Linked DNA regions of Mus musculus: regions 2, 3 and 4 are each linked to region 1. Evidence: chromatin contacts called from public HiCAR-type and promoter capture Hi-C data. All regions are on one chromosome and are shown on one strand. The core of a region is the stretch at or near the end of the contact, and the rest is flanking DNA. Distances in the headings are between cores, read along the strand shown. Region 1 holds the start of Agl (amylo-1,6-glucosidase, 4-alpha-glucanotransferase). Region 2 overlaps Gm40124 (a long non-coding RNA gene). Region 3 holds the start of S1pr1 (sphingosine-1-phosphate receptor 1). Region 4 holds the start of Snx7 (sorting nexin 7).

Evidence for each region. Promoter capture Hi-C pulls out the DNA fragments that hold promoters and counts their contacts. HiCAR-type assays count read pairs that join an accessible place to other places.
Region 2: a contact with region 1 is called in a promoter capture Hi-C map of liver, with 2.0 times the contacts expected there. The contact joins the enhancer-like site here to the promoter of Agl in region 1. A contact is called at or near these places in 2 of 39 promoter capture datasets (liver and pre-B cells) and 1 of 9 other capture datasets (liver).
Region 3: a contact with region 1 is called in a promoter capture Hi-C map of pre-B cells, with 6 times the contacts expected there. The contact joins the promoter of S1pr1 here to the promoter of Agl in region 1. A contact is called at or near these places in 13 of 39 promoter capture datasets (the 3T3-L1 cell line, 3T3-L1-derived adipocytes, the C10 cell line and 8 more).
Region 4: a contact with region 1 is called in a HiCAR-type map of astrocytes, with 4 times the contacts expected there. The contact joins the promoter of Snx7 here to the promoter of Agl in region 1. A contact is called at or near these places in 1 of 484 Hi-C or Micro-C datasets (muscle stem cells) and 1 of 115 datasets of contacts at active chromatin or transcription factors (astrocytes).

What each region holds. Positions count from the first base shown.
Region 1 is chr3:116,806,434-116,809,953 of GRCm38.p6, forward strand. It overlaps Agl (amylo-1,6-glucosidase, 4-alpha-glucanotransferase), which reads right to left and starts at 1,733. Exons shown (of 34, transcript NM_001081326.1): 1 at 1,595-1,733; 2 at 835-984. The coding sequence starts at 916.
Region 2 is chr3:115,634,004-115,637,523 of GRCm38.p6, forward strand. It overlaps Gm40124 (a long non-coding RNA gene), which reads right to left. Exons shown (of 3, transcript XR_867569.1): 3 at 2,690-3,520. Among named protein-coding and RNA genes, the nearest start is that of Gm40124, 6.0 kb to the right of the region's middle. Within about 2 kb of position 1,693, at least 5 of the 459 cell types and tissues checked have an H3K27ac peak or open chromatin away from gene starts, as enhancers often do. A contact at or near this core is called in liver, where this site is marked.
Region 3 is chr3:115,713,511-115,717,030 of GRCm38.p6, forward strand. It overlaps S1pr1 (sphingosine-1-phosphate receptor 1), which reads right to left and starts at 1,545. Exons shown (of 2, transcript NM_007901.5): 1 at 1,199-1,545.
Region 4 is chr3:117,867,007-117,870,526 of GRCm38.p6, forward strand. Snx7 (sorting nexin 7) reads right to left here and starts at 1,930. Exons shown (of 9, transcript NM_029655.3): 1 at 1,738-1,930. The coding sequence starts at 1,899.

The DNA of each region.
Region 1 (3,520 bases), core at 483-2,982:
TTAGTTACATTTTTCTGTCATGCTGGGGCTTGAACCCAAGACTTTGCTTGTATTAGGCAAGTCCTATACCACTTAGCTATATCCCTAGCTCAATGTAGTTCTTTAAGTGATGGCTCCAACATGTTTCAACATCACCGAAGAGGTTTTTCCACTTTTTATTTGGCTTCATCTTCTACTTGCTTGAGAGGCTCCTGATAGGGTTAGCAAGCTCACTACGCCTTTTGCTGTACTCTACTCTCCCAGCGCTGAAGCTCAATAGAGGAAAAGAGTTTGCTCTGAAAAGCCACCCTACAGATATATGCAAAGCTACATTATATATGATTTCACGAGTTATAACAATAAATGCTATTACTAATAACATGCTCAATCTTTTAACTGCACACGCACTCTCTACCACTTCTTTTTCTCCCTAAGGTAGGGACTGAACCCAGGCTAGGCACAAGTTCTACCCACGAGGGACTTCCTATAACCTGTAGTGTCTGCCTCCGGTGGTCGTCTGCAGCAAGATGAGCTGAGCTATCTTTGTGCTAACGTGACAGGTCTATTCTTAATCAACATTCATTCCTCACCACCAATGTACCTACCATTTTGGCACAAATCAAGATCTATGAAATTTCAGCTAACTTAAAGTTATTTGAGTGCGCGAGTGTGTGTGTGTGTGTGTGTGTGTGTGTGTCTGTTCATGCAGAGGACTGAATCTACAGCCTCATTTATGCTAAGCATGCATTCTACCTGCCAACACCCAGTCCCTAATTTTAAGTTAAAAAAAAATCTAATAGAACGCCAATGCATTAAAAGACATAAAAAGAGCTAATCAAACAACTTGCAACGGACCTTGTTCAAGTCTGAAGAGGGTCTTCTCTAGCTTCTCCATCTCGTTCAGTAGTAAAATTCGAATCTGCTTACTGTGTTCCATTTTGGCTTCTGGAGGATTCGAACTCTTTCCGTAGAACTAAAAGGACTCCAAAGTGGAATGAGTTACCCCTATAAAACAAAGTGGAATTATTTAAAAAAAAAAAAAAAAGGAGAAGAAGAAGAAAAAAAAAAAGAAAGAAAGAAAGAAAAGAAAAGAAAATATGACCTAAAACTCTCTGGAGTTGACAGCGGCACTTACATGTCCTAGATAGGTTTAAAGCCAAGAAGAGCAATGAGAAAGAGCAAAATCTTGTCAGTAAAGCCCAACAAGGGAGAAGTTTCTTCTCTCTTGGAGCAGAATAAGAAAGCCTGAAGCAAAGATGTAGAGTCTTACACTCAGTTCAAAACAGAGCAGACCAACAAAACCCCTAAAGCATTCTCAGAGAAAAGCAATGCATCCGCGAAAACCCTGGAGTTCAGTGGCATAAATTCCGTTCCTGAGCCAGGGGGCCCTGAAAACTCCAAATGGCACTGTAGCCTCCAGCAGATCAGGCTGCTGAACAGGTGGAAGAGCGCCCAGTTCCCAAATTCGGGTCTGAAGCCACCAATAGGGAGGTGATTGGAGAGGTTAGCAGTTGCTGTCCCGGGAATAGCTGCGGCGGCGGTGGCATGCGATGTACAGAGCGGCTATAGATAGAAGGAATGCGCGTCCGGAGACGGACGCATTCCAGGCACTTACGAGCGGGATAGACGTGCGGCGTCGGGAGCGGGAGCCGGAGCCGGGTACAGCGGGAACGCCGGACGCAGCGGCGGCCCGGGGAGGGCAGGGCGGCCGTGAAGGGCACGGGGAGGGGCGCCGGGACCCGGGCCAGGGGACAGTGACAGGCCAGGGCCGCCGAGACTCCGCCCCCCGCGGCCGGAGGACGTGCCGACTCCGCTGGGCCCCGGACTAGCCTGGGGGGCGTGGCCCTGCCTCCCCGCCCACTTCCGGGAGCCATCGCCCCCGCTAGCACAGACCACTGATCTCGCGAGAGGTGGGCACGGCTTGTGGGTTTGAGGGGGTCTGGGCTTTGGGAACTGTCATTGCCCTGATGTGCGATCGCTCTGCCTCTCTAGGAAAAGTGAGTTCAAGAGCGAAGAAGAGCTGGGATAATGTTTAGTTAGGGACGTTCTTTCTGGGAAGAAAATGCAAAGTTGGGAAAACCAAGTTTCTTAAAATTCCCTGCTTGGCTTCATTAACCTTGTGACACACTGGTCGCTGGGAAGAGGGGACCTCAGCTAAGGAACTGCCTCCATCAGATTGGCCTGTGGGCTTGTGCATGGGAGCATTTTCTTGTTTTATGGTTGCTATATGGGAGGAAAATAGGCATGGCCACCCCTGGGCAGATGGGCCTTAGTTCCATAGGTAAACAGGCGGCCCAGCCCGGGAGGAGCAAGCCAGCAAGCTGCACTTCTCTATGGTCTCTGCTTGAGGTCCTGCCTCTGGGTCTTTCTCGTTGAGTTCCTGCTTTAACTTCCTCCAATAGAGCACTGTGACCAGGAAGTGTAAGCCAAACACTTTCTTTCCCCAACTTGCTTTTGGTTCAGGGTTTTGTCACAGCAAACATGCATTTTTATTTTTTATTTATTTTTATTATTATTATTTGGTTACCGTTGATTTAAAGACAAGGAAACAGACTCCCTCAAAGGTTAAGTAACATGCTTAAAGCCGCTTCATGAACAACGGAGTGTATGTGATTTCAAGTACATTCCCGATGATTTTGGTTCACTAAACCCTTCATCTAAGGTTGGCATTATTTTCCGTGGCTTGATATCAATAAGGACTTGGTAAAATGGAAGAATGAGTGTGCATTCTAGCTTATAAAGACGTTCTGGTTTTTCTGTGACAGTCATCTCAAGATTTCTCCTTCAGGTCTGATGTTCCCTTAGGCGTCTCTTCTGCTGTGTTCCTAGGAAGTGTGGAGGCCAGAGTGCGCCCTCTGTGAACTGGCTACAAACTCCTGCTTGACCATGAAATCCCCCAGTTGAAGGCTGCCTGCTAGACTAATGAACCCAGCAGGTCTTCGTTTGGGGAGGGTTGAAGAATGGGAGCCGGTGACTCAGATACCACACTCTATCGCTGTATGTTGGGTTTCTCTGATTTTCTTTTTTAAATGTAGATTACCCAAAGCGTTCTGATCCATAACTTCTCCATCTGAAATGTGGAGCATGGGTGCACGCTCTGACACTTTATCTGGTACAGATTCATCACACTATCCTCTGGCCAGCTCATTTTGCTGCTCCCCAGTGGATAGCTGTTCTCCAGGGCTGCAAAACTAGCCTTTCCCATTGTCCTGCCTCCAGCACAACTCACATGGTATGTCTAATGTCTCAAGTAGATAGCGGTGATTTATCCTTCTGAAAGTGCTTAAATTTTTCACGTGTTGTTAATTCTACTCAACTTTGGAGGTTTCATTTTGTGAAATAAGGAGAATAGTAAGTCACGGACATCTGCTTTGGTAAGAGACTCCTCGTAGAGTGCTTCTACAAGTCACATGACGTGACTCTAAAATGAGACTCGACAAGGATGTGCTATCTGTGAAGTTCTTGGAGTGCCAAAGATGGCGTTCCACAGCGCCACATGCATGCTGATGGATGTTTGTCACATTTGTGGCGTCCTGTGCAT
Region 2 (3,520 bases), core at 443-2,942, 1.2 Mb before region 1:
CACACACACAAGCTGTCCTCTGATCTCCACACTCACTGTGGCATACATCCCACACACATACACGAAAATAGATGAGTGTAATAATCTTTTGCAATCTTTCCATGTGTGCACCTTCCCCTTGAGTTCTGCGTGGCAGTGCTAGGCTAGTGCATCCAATTGGAAAGAGGCAAGCAGTCTGAGGGTGTCTTACTCTTGTTGTGACAAAATACCTGGAAAAGACAACTTATGAGTTTATTTTACATCACAGTTTAAGGATTAGTTTAGTCCACCATGGCTAGAAAGTCATGCCTTAGGGACAGTAGGCAGTTGGTCACTGTACATCCATATTCAGGGAAGAGAGAGATGAACTCTGATGTTCACCTCACTTCTCATTTTTCAGTCAGGAATTCCAGGTCATGGGATGCTGCTGTCCACAATTAGAGTGAATGGATCTTCCCACCTCAACACATTCCAAATATTCCCACAGACACAGAGGTTTGTCTCCTAGGCGATCTATCAAGTTAACCATCAATACTAGTAAAGAGATCTCCAAAGTTCCAGATGAGGCCCTAAGAAGTACTGCCCCTATAGTGAGTCATCACAACACAGGGTCTGGGTCCATGTCATGGTGACAGGTGGCTTGAATCAGTCAAGACGGATACGATAGGATGCTCAAACTTGGCTTCTGTGGTTGCCTAGGAGGGTAAAGTATCAGTCGCTTTGTAAACCGTGAGACCCATCCCTGACTCTTTACTTTCTGCAAAGGCCATTCTGCAGCCTACAGAGGCAAAGGCTGAGGAGGCTGAGCTTCCTCTGAAGAGGGCCCCCGAGTACAAGAGAAACACTGTGGGAACTACAGGCTAGAAGGAAAGAAGGAGGTCTTCTGCCTAAGGGGAAGTCCTGCTAAGTTTGTAGAGACAGATAGAACTCAGGCCAGCTTCAGGAATAAGAAATGTATCTCGTGCTTGGGGAAGAACCCAGGCATAGATGTAAATATAAAAAAGATGTTCCAGGGGAACATTGGCAGTGCAGCCTGAACAGGATACATGGTAACTTCTGGAGTCTGGAGACTCAAGCTTGAAAGCTAATCCCATGTAACACTTGCATGATGACTACTGTGTATGCCAAATCATGCTCTAAATGTGTTAGGCACATTAGTTTGTTTAATCCCCACTGAGTAAAAATGACCTTGCCACAGACAATGAAATTGAAGCCCAGAAAGTGAGGCCCCACAGCCAGTTTTCACCGGAGCCAGTGCTAAGCTTTTACTCACTGTGTGAAACTTCCCTGTCCTACAGACTGGTGAAGGACAGTTGCAACTGGGCATTGGAATTTTACACCAAGGACCTAGGACACAATGATTCAATTAGAATCTAGAAGTAACTGGAGTGAGCTCACTGGCAAGTTAGAGCGCCTGAGGCCAAGGACCTTGTATTCGAGTTTTCCAACGAATCAGAAGCAAGCTCAGACACGTTCTCCTGAAGACCAGCAAGGGCATCAAGGAGACTTTGAAGGGTTTTAAGCTGAATGATGAGAAGAACACATTTGTCCTTAGATCGTTTCTCTTGAGGTGTGTGAATGTAAAAATGGCTGGTCGCAGATAGCACACAGGCTTCTGGCCGAGGTCTCCACTAGGAGCAGATACTTAGGAAAGTCAATGTGACAAAGTCCAGCTACCCCCAAAAGGGCAGCTGGGCAGCTGGAGCACTGCCAGGGAGCACAGAGAGTAAGCAGAGCAGCAATTTGCCTAGAGAGGGTGTGGGAAAACAGAGCAGCGTCCAGTACCCTGCAGCAAACTCTAATCCCAGGATAACTATGAGACAGGTAAGAAGAGGTGACCAGGAAATTCCTGAAGGACTCAGGCCCTGCAGGGAACAAAGGACTCAGTCACCCAGACAGAGAGTATAACCCAGAGGGAAGGAAGAACCCAATGCCCCCATGAGACAAAAGCACCAGAGAAAAGCTGGCTGCATGGTGACACCAACCTCCAGCCTTTAGCTCTCCACAGGGTTTTGAGGTTGAGCTGAAGACTTCGTCCCAAAGGAAGTTTTGGGGTCTTGACTGACCTGAAGGAGCAGGACATGGTGCTGAATCCTAGCACAAACTGAGTGTAAGTCCCCGAAACTCCACACTCACGTGTGTTTATCTCAGGGTCTAAGACACTTGAAACAATAACCCAAGTAGAAGTATCTGGGTAAGACTACAGGACAGATTAGATTGTCTAAGCCCAAGGACCTTGAATTAAATTTCTGCAGAGTATCAGAAGCATGCTGAGAGAGGTTCTTACGAAGGATCTGCTCGCAGCATTACAGAGGCCAAGGAGACTCACAGTAAGGTGGAACTAGGGAAGATCGTGGTCTGGTTTCAACCCAAGGGATAGGCCCAAGGTCAGAAGTTTCAGTATCAAAGGACAAGAAAACTTGGATATGACAGCCAAGCATAGAGCAGACACACTCCCTACGGTCTTTTGTTGTATCTAAACCCTGACAGGATTAAACAATGCCTACCTCTATTGGAAGGGAAGCTTTCTCTTACGATCTGAATACTAGTGTCTTCTGAAAACGTCCTCCCTGGCACACCCAGAAATAATGATTCTCAGGTTTCAGGGCACACAGTCAGGTTGATGCATCATACTGGCATGCCAAGTAACCATCCCTGTGCCTCTCTGTCACAGGGAGCAGTTTCTTCTGGCTTTCCTGGTCAGGATCAGAAAACCACTGCAAGGCATGCCTTCCTCCATTCAACAAGAACATGGAGACACCTGACATCTAGATGTTAGGCAGGGAAAAGAAGTTCAGAGTGGAATGTGTGTCCTATCGGGATTATGACAGACGGTGTGGCACAAGCTTGTAAGAGCAGCACAGTCAAACCATCCCGCGTTAGAGAAAACAGCACGGTCTACTCATTACAAAGAGGACATTCAGTGACTGAGAGATTAGTGAGGGGCAGATCTCTGACAAGCAGCAAAAAGCTAAAGCCACTGATAAAGCAGAAGGATCTCGAGCTTTGGGCGGGCATTTTCATCAAGTATTTCTTAGCCTGCTTCTACTGTAACGATACAGTTGGGATCGCATCACAGAACGTGCAAGCCAACAGGCACTGCCTGAAGGTAAAAGAGTGGGAAGAGATTTATTACTTACAACAAGTAAGGAGCACTGTGGTTCTTTACTGACTTCAAATTTTATTAGAGAGACTATGCGCATTCCTAGAGGAAAGCCCATGTCGGGGTAAGCACCATCTTTGTGTGAGTCTGAAAGGCCTGCTCATGAACTCATGATTTTAACACGGCTGCTGCGGCTGGAGGCACGGCTTTGACAGTCTGTGGAGCTTTAAAGACATAGAGCCTGGCTCGAGAAGTTGATCACTGGGGAGAGGCCTCGAAGGTTAATAGCCTAGCCCCCAGGTCTGTGCACTGTCTACTTCTCAATCCACCGTCATGTGAAGAGGGCTACCTCGAACTCCTCCATGCCTTCTGTGCTGTGGGAGAATAAGCCGCTCTGAAGATGTGAGTAAATTAAGGTTCATGTCTGGAAGGACAAAC
Region 3 (3,520 bases), core at 295-2,794, 1.1 Mb before region 1:
CAACTGCCCATTCTGGGTGCAGGGCAGACATGCATACCCCAACACACACACACACACACACACACACACACACCTCGAAGAGACCAGCCCACCTTCTCATTACCATGCCAAAAAAAAAGTAGCTTTGTAGGAGGTCATTTGACAAGTAAGCCGTTTTCTGGGCTCTATTAATAACTCCCTAGGAGCAGGTGTGCTGAGGGTCCGATGGTCAGAGGGTAAAGCGAGGTGTGGTGTGGGCCGCCAGGCCTTGAAGTAAACAGGAAAGCTTGGCGCCTCCGTGAAGCAACTGCCTATTCTTCTTTTTAAAACTTCTGTCTTTACTCCTCCGCCTCACCCAACCGCCCCACAAGTTCATTTATTACGTTTAAAGGTATTCACGGAGAACCCCTCCTAAGAGATTGCAGCAAATCCTAGACGTTTCTCCATGAACTGATTGCTTAAGAAAGTTTTAACTTTAGCCAACGCTTACTTGCACACACACACACACGAAAGTCACCCTGCTAGCGATAACGAAGCACGCCACTTTGTTTTAACTTCAGGTACATTAATTTCCAGAAACACATACTGCTAAGTTTGCATGGGCACTTTTAACTTCCTCCGCTCCCCACACCCCCAACATTGCCTCCTCTCAACAGAACTAGCAATCCCTAAAGGGCACACAGCACTACTTAAGTTGGACACACAGCACTAAATAAGTACTCTAAAGTCTGCACAGTAATTGATCAACTCTATAACAAATGAGGGGGGAGGGGACCCTAGAGACATTGTAGTCATTTCTGTGACAAAAGCTTACGAAACTCAACATTTCTCCACTCTTATCGCTACAGTCCATTCTCAGGCAATGGAAATTATTGGCGTGGTGCCTGATAATTTTGTCTACAGGATTTCAAAAAAAAAAAAATAATAATAATAAGCGTCTTCCCTTTTCTCCGTTCTAATGAATCACAGCTTCTCTAGCATGCCCTCCCCCAGTCGTTTCTATAATTTGGAAATTAATCTTTTTTTTTTTCTAACTTCATAAACTCCGTGCCCCAAGAAGAAGTCAGTCAAGAAGGACTCCATAGCATCTTGGTGATGCCCGGGTTCGTTTTGCTTTGTTTTTTCTCAAAGTTTTTGTTTGTTTCGTTTGTGTTTAAAGGTTCGTTCTTGACACCTGGACGCCCCATAGCCGGAGCCTGCGAGGCTCACAACCCCCTACCTCGCTCAAGCCGGACGAAGCTGCGTCCGCAGGACTCTGGGTCTACACCGCGCGATCCGCATCTTGCTGCTGTCGGCGACTGACGGCGACCAGCTCACTCGCAAAGTTCCCTGAGCTGGGGTCCCCTCCCTCCTCAGCGGTGCACTCCAATGGCCAGCCCTGCCTGCGCTGCCCGCACCACTTTTGCAAGACGAAGTCTCTGAGCGCCCCGCCGAGGCTGGGTGGCTCCTCTAGGAAGGGACTGGGAGGGGTTAATGCTTTTAACTCCTCCGCCCTCTGCCAGCGGCAGGGGGCCCCTCAGGGTCTGGGCTGCTAAGAAGCAGCCTCCCAGAAAGATCTGGGGCAGAGTGACTAAAATAAAACCAAATGAATAGGAGCCCCTCCGCCCCAACCAGCAGAGAGAAGGGAAGAGAAGGGGCGGAGCCTGGCAGCTCCTAAATTCTAATTCACACAGCTTCCCGCAGTCCCCAGCGCGGGACGGACTCTGAAACTAGGCATGGGGATCCCTGGGAAAACTTTTCTTCGTTAAAAATCTTAGAGGACAGAGGACAAGCCTGCACTTGGTAGAGGAGCTTTCTGGTCCCAGACCCCACAGCCCTGAGGATCCGTGTAGCCCGAGTGGTCCGGTGCCCTGGGGGCCACTTCCACGCGGTCAGGGGAAACCCGAGCCACTGCCCGGAGAGCCGCAGCCACGCCGCAGAGAGGGGATCCTGAGAAGGTCGGAGGAGAGCAGCCCCGAAGTACTGAAAAGCTTCTGTCCTCCACCTCCTCTTCCTCCACCCCCTCCACTCCGATCCTGGTGAAGCCTTGAAACTTGCGGTCTGGTGGGCAGAAAGTGGCTTTCCCCGGGTGCACGGTGAAGTGGGCCAGTGCTGTGCTTGATGTTGGACCGGGGGTTCCCCTCTCTCAGCTGACCGCAAAGCCAGGCGGTGTGCCCCAGATTCTGGGAAGCTCAGAGGCCTTTGAGGAGGTGGGCTGCTGCCCTGGCCTCAGAGATTTAAACAATCCAGCAGCAGTTCAGGAATGTCCACAGGGGAAAGAGGTTGCCTGTCCTTTCACTGGCCAGTGCCTACAGCCCCCTGCCTAAAGCTGGACCCCTCTTCTCTCCCTGTCTACGTAGAGATAACTAAGAGATCCCCAAATCTAAGGAATTGCACCTTGTCCACATTTTTCTACTGTTAGATAATGCTAGATTGAGGCTGAAGAGGCCTTGGTCAGATTTGTCTGAGTAGCAGATGGAGGCCTTTATGCCTTGTCTGTCTGTCCTTCTGTTAAAAAGTGGTTCCACCCAAGTCCCCTGTTCTCACTGCCTTCCCACCCTGAGCAGATGTGATCACAAAACTTCCTCTGCTGTGCAGTTTCAATTAACAGACACACCCTGTACCTGAATGACTCAAGAGAGACAGAAGAAACAAACAACAGACCCCTACCTTCTGGGATTTTATGAGCTTGCAAAAAAAAAAAAAAAGTAGCTGTTAATTCATATTTGCCTAGAAGCACTCATTGACAGTTTCCTACCTTACCTACCCACAAACTACAGATCTTGCAAAACAATATGGAAACCAAGATAACAGCCGTCCAGTCTCCTCCAGAAAAGACAGAGTTTGAGACTGGTTTCATTTGAAAGAGGAGATAACTTCTGTCTATCGCAGTGCTGCAGAGGCAAGGAGTTAGCTTCCCCTTCTCCCACTAACAATTTATGAGGTCTTTAAAGGGGAACTGTGCACTTTGTTGTCCCAAGATGTGATGGCCACTGTCCCATGAAGCAATGGAGTAGCATGGGCCGTTCTACCCATGAGCAATCCCTCAGCCCTGAGAGACCTGTAGATTGTCCAGGTAGTATGTGGCAGAGATGGGTCACCAAATTTAAGTTGTCTTGCCTGTCTGCTCAAATGCTGTCAATCAGCTTAGAACTTCACATTCCTTTCCTGAACAGAGGAGACTTCTGCACTTGGACTCCTTACATTTGTACTTCTGATTGTACTTGTCTTTACATGTGCATAAAACTATTACTAATGTATACAGTGTGTTCTTTTGTGGGAGGAGAGTGAAGCTCTCAAGCTTGGGTTATTCCACTTAGCTATGCATCCATATCATTGATATACACAAATAGCCAGGCACAATGGTGCATGTCTGTAATCTAGGAATTTGTAGAGGCAGGAAGATCAGAAGTTCAAGGTTATCCTCAGCTATATAGTGAATTGGAGACCACCTTGAGATACTTGAGACTGTATATCTCTCTCACACACACACAGCAAAGGCTTGGGTATATTGCAGAGGTAGACTGTTTTCTTAGTAAGTGCAATACCTTGGATTCAGTTC
Region 4 (3,520 bases), core at 680-3,179, 1.1 Mb after region 1:
TGCAACATACAAGGTCTGGAAACCCATATTTTTTTTTTTAGACGAATACAAAACCACCAGTACAGCTGTCTGTGGAGTGTATGCCTTCCAATAATAACCTTTAAAAAGAAAGCTCGGCGAACGGCTGGATTCCTGCGGAGATTTCCCCTATTCTGATACTGCTTTACGCAATGTCAGAAGAATGTGCTTCTCAAACGGCTTCTGGCTTCAATCCGTCATTTCCTTCTCACAGAGAACATCTATAACTTCAGCAATCCCCAACATTCCCGTGGACCCACGCAAATAAATAGCTCTGCCACCTCAGAAGCATCTCTAACCACAGGGCTTCACTAAGATGGGGATTTTCCAAGGGAGTCCTGGGATACAAAGCCTAGAAAAAAAGAGGCTACCTGGAGAGTTTAGAGCAATTCCAGACTATTTTGATAGACAACTTCCAATCTCAACACTCCATTCTCACGTTTGTACGTTTCACACTGATCTGAACATAAAGTGTGTGTATAATGAAGAAAAGAAAAGAAAAAAAAAACAGTATTGGGACTCTGGATGGCTCAGTAAGGTGCTTGCTATGGGACCCGTTGACCTGGATTCAATCCCCTGGACCCCACATGGTGGCTGAGCTCTGATCTCCAATTGTGCACAAAGGAGAGTATGTATGCACGCAAAGGTATGAGTGCATAAACACACACATTGATATTAAAATTTGATAGTATTGAAACTAAATGTGAAATAATCCCAGTTTTATAATTCAAATACAAAGAAAGACTAAGCACACATAACTGATATACCATCTACTTAGAATGCAACTGGGTGTCCAATCTCACATGCTCTAGGGGTGCAAAACGATGTTTGTGAGCTCCGCACTGGAGTCCAAGGGTGTTGGTTACTTGCTAACTTCTGTTTAACAGTTTTAAGTTGGTGGGCTCATGTAACATCTCAAGGCAACATGTCACTACTGAATAGTCATTGATCCAATGTTCCCACTGAGCACTTTTGAAAAACTGCTGTGACACTGGGACTGTGCCAAAAGAAAGGTATTTTTTTGTTGTTGTTTCCAACTTTCAGGAAGGGCAAGTTTGCATCAAGTCTACCACTACTGCCGGTATGTCCATTTCTGTCTAATTATATCACTAGCCAGGGAGCGCCTTTGAGGCTAGATTTCCAAGGCAAATGGGAAGGAAATATGCAGACTGGAGCTGAGGGTTGGACCAGAATAACTGCCCAATTTAAAGTCTTCAGCTGTGCCTGTGGTAGAGGCTAGGCTTTCTCAATCCTGAAAGGATTTCTACACCCAATGGTCACAGGTTTCCAGACTCTCTTAGAATGTGACTCAACTCTCCCATTTACACATAACAACAGTAAATCAAAAACCACCTCCCTGCACTAAGGCAATCACAATTGCTCTCCTGGACTTTAGGATTGTCAAGAAGCCTAGGGGAGGGGGAGGAGCTGGGGGGGGGGGAGGGAGAAGCAGTTTCAGGCCACCCGCACACGGTGAGGAATGTCGCTGTCAAGCAAGGAAAAATGGAAAGACGAAGAGAGAAAAAAAAAATCAGAACTTTTCAGACTCCATGAGCCTTGGCCCTGCCACTGATAAAAGTGAAGAGGAGGGAACGACTAGTTCAGCCTTGGAGGTACTGTCCCCAGCTCCAGCTCCATTGGAGAGTTGAGTCACCCTGGAACTTTCCCTGGACAGGCAGTCCCCGCCACCACGGCCATGGCCACGTCCCCTGCCCTCACCTTACTGAACACCTCCAGGTCGTCCTCGTCCTCGTCCAGATCCAGCACATCGGCCTGCAGCAGGCTGCAGGAACCGCTGCCACTCGGGATCGGGGCGCCGCCCCGCGGGCTCTCCCCGACCGCCAGCTCCGAGGAGCCCGACGCCAGGCGCTCGCCGTCCATCCCGGCAGTGCGCGCCCAGCCGGCCGCCTCTGCCAGCCCGGCTCCCCCGCGCGCGCCCATTGGCTCCCGAGGCGCCCTGCGCCTCCCTGGCCAGCCCAGCTCCTGCCCCTCGGCCGTGCGCAGACGCGGAACTGCGGGAGCCCGCGGCGCCGGGCCGGGCCGGGGCGGGAGAGCGGTGGGGCCTGCCCAGCCACAACCTGGCTCAGATCTACAGCCCGACTTTTAAATTCTGACTCTAGGAACACCGCCAGGGTGGGCCATGGAGATACAGAGGACAGGAGGTGGTGTTCTCGCCCTGACACAGCCAAGGGCCACCAGGTTTGTGCGTGAAGTGGCAGGATCTATATACACAACCAGCTGACCCAGCTTGATTTCCTGTTCTGAAAAGTGCCCTTTTCCCAGGTTGTGACTTTTTTTCCCATTCTCAAGTCTGTCTTTACAGAGACTAATGCAAAAATTAAAGACATCTGAACCTCCTGGTTTTCAATTGTTTGTTTGTTTGTTTTTTCCCATCGATTGGATTTTGTTGTCCTTTTACTGTCGAGTTAAGGAAGCTGAGGCTGAACAATTATTTTCAGCTACTTTCTAACATAGCTTTCTCCTGGAACTCTTCCTGAAGTTAATGTGCAAGAATGTTTCCAAGCTCCAAGGTCTGCCAGCAGCCCTGGGTATTGCAAGGAGAAAGAAACAATCTTGCATGCCTTTTCATACAGCCAGTGCAAAGCTGGAACTATTTAGTTGTTCATTGCTTGGTTTTTATAGATTCAAAGTTAATGAAAAATTGAGTACTAATTGATATATGTTAGAACTAGCTTCCATTTTTATTATTTATTCCTTTTGGTCTTCTCTCTCTCTTTCTCTCTCTCTCTCTCTCTTTAAATTTCTAAATGAAGATTCCTGTAAGAGCCAAATATGGGAATGCTTGACTGTAATTTCAACACAGGGTAGACTGAGGCAAGAGGACTTGCACTTTGAGGCCAGCTAATTATAACATAGGTTGAAAAAAGAAAACAGAGAGGGGAAACAGATAAAAAGCTTCCCAATTTAAATATTTTTATTTCTGGTTGAGACAGTTCCTCAATATATCCCCTTTTAACTATTTAAGGACCTCCAGTGTGTTTCAGGATATGACCCACATAGCATCCAGCCTGGTCACCGGCTACTTAAATGTACAAAATGTTCCTTTGCCTTATGGTTGGTGTCCTCAAAATACTGTGTTCTGCCAGTCTTCCAGGAATTATCTATAGTCCCATCAATTTTAGTAAGACTTGTGAAATGACAGTCTGGTCCCAGTTTCTCCTTTGGTTTTATCATACAGATTGTGTGTCTTACATTCCTTAGTAAACAAACCATAATGGGTTTTAGGTTGAGAACCATGAAATATCTTAGTAAAGCGCATTATGAGACATACTCATTCAAAATGACTCTTTGCTGAGCCCTACAAAGGATGCAAGTTATTAAAACAATTTATGTTTTCCTCTCTGATCTTACTGTCGCTATGGAGAGACGTCTGAAGTTTCTAATTGGCAGACTTTGAACCAGGAAACTCTTAATGATACTGTGACTCACAGAATTACCCAGACAGCATAAAAAAATAAATAAATAAATAAATAAATAAATA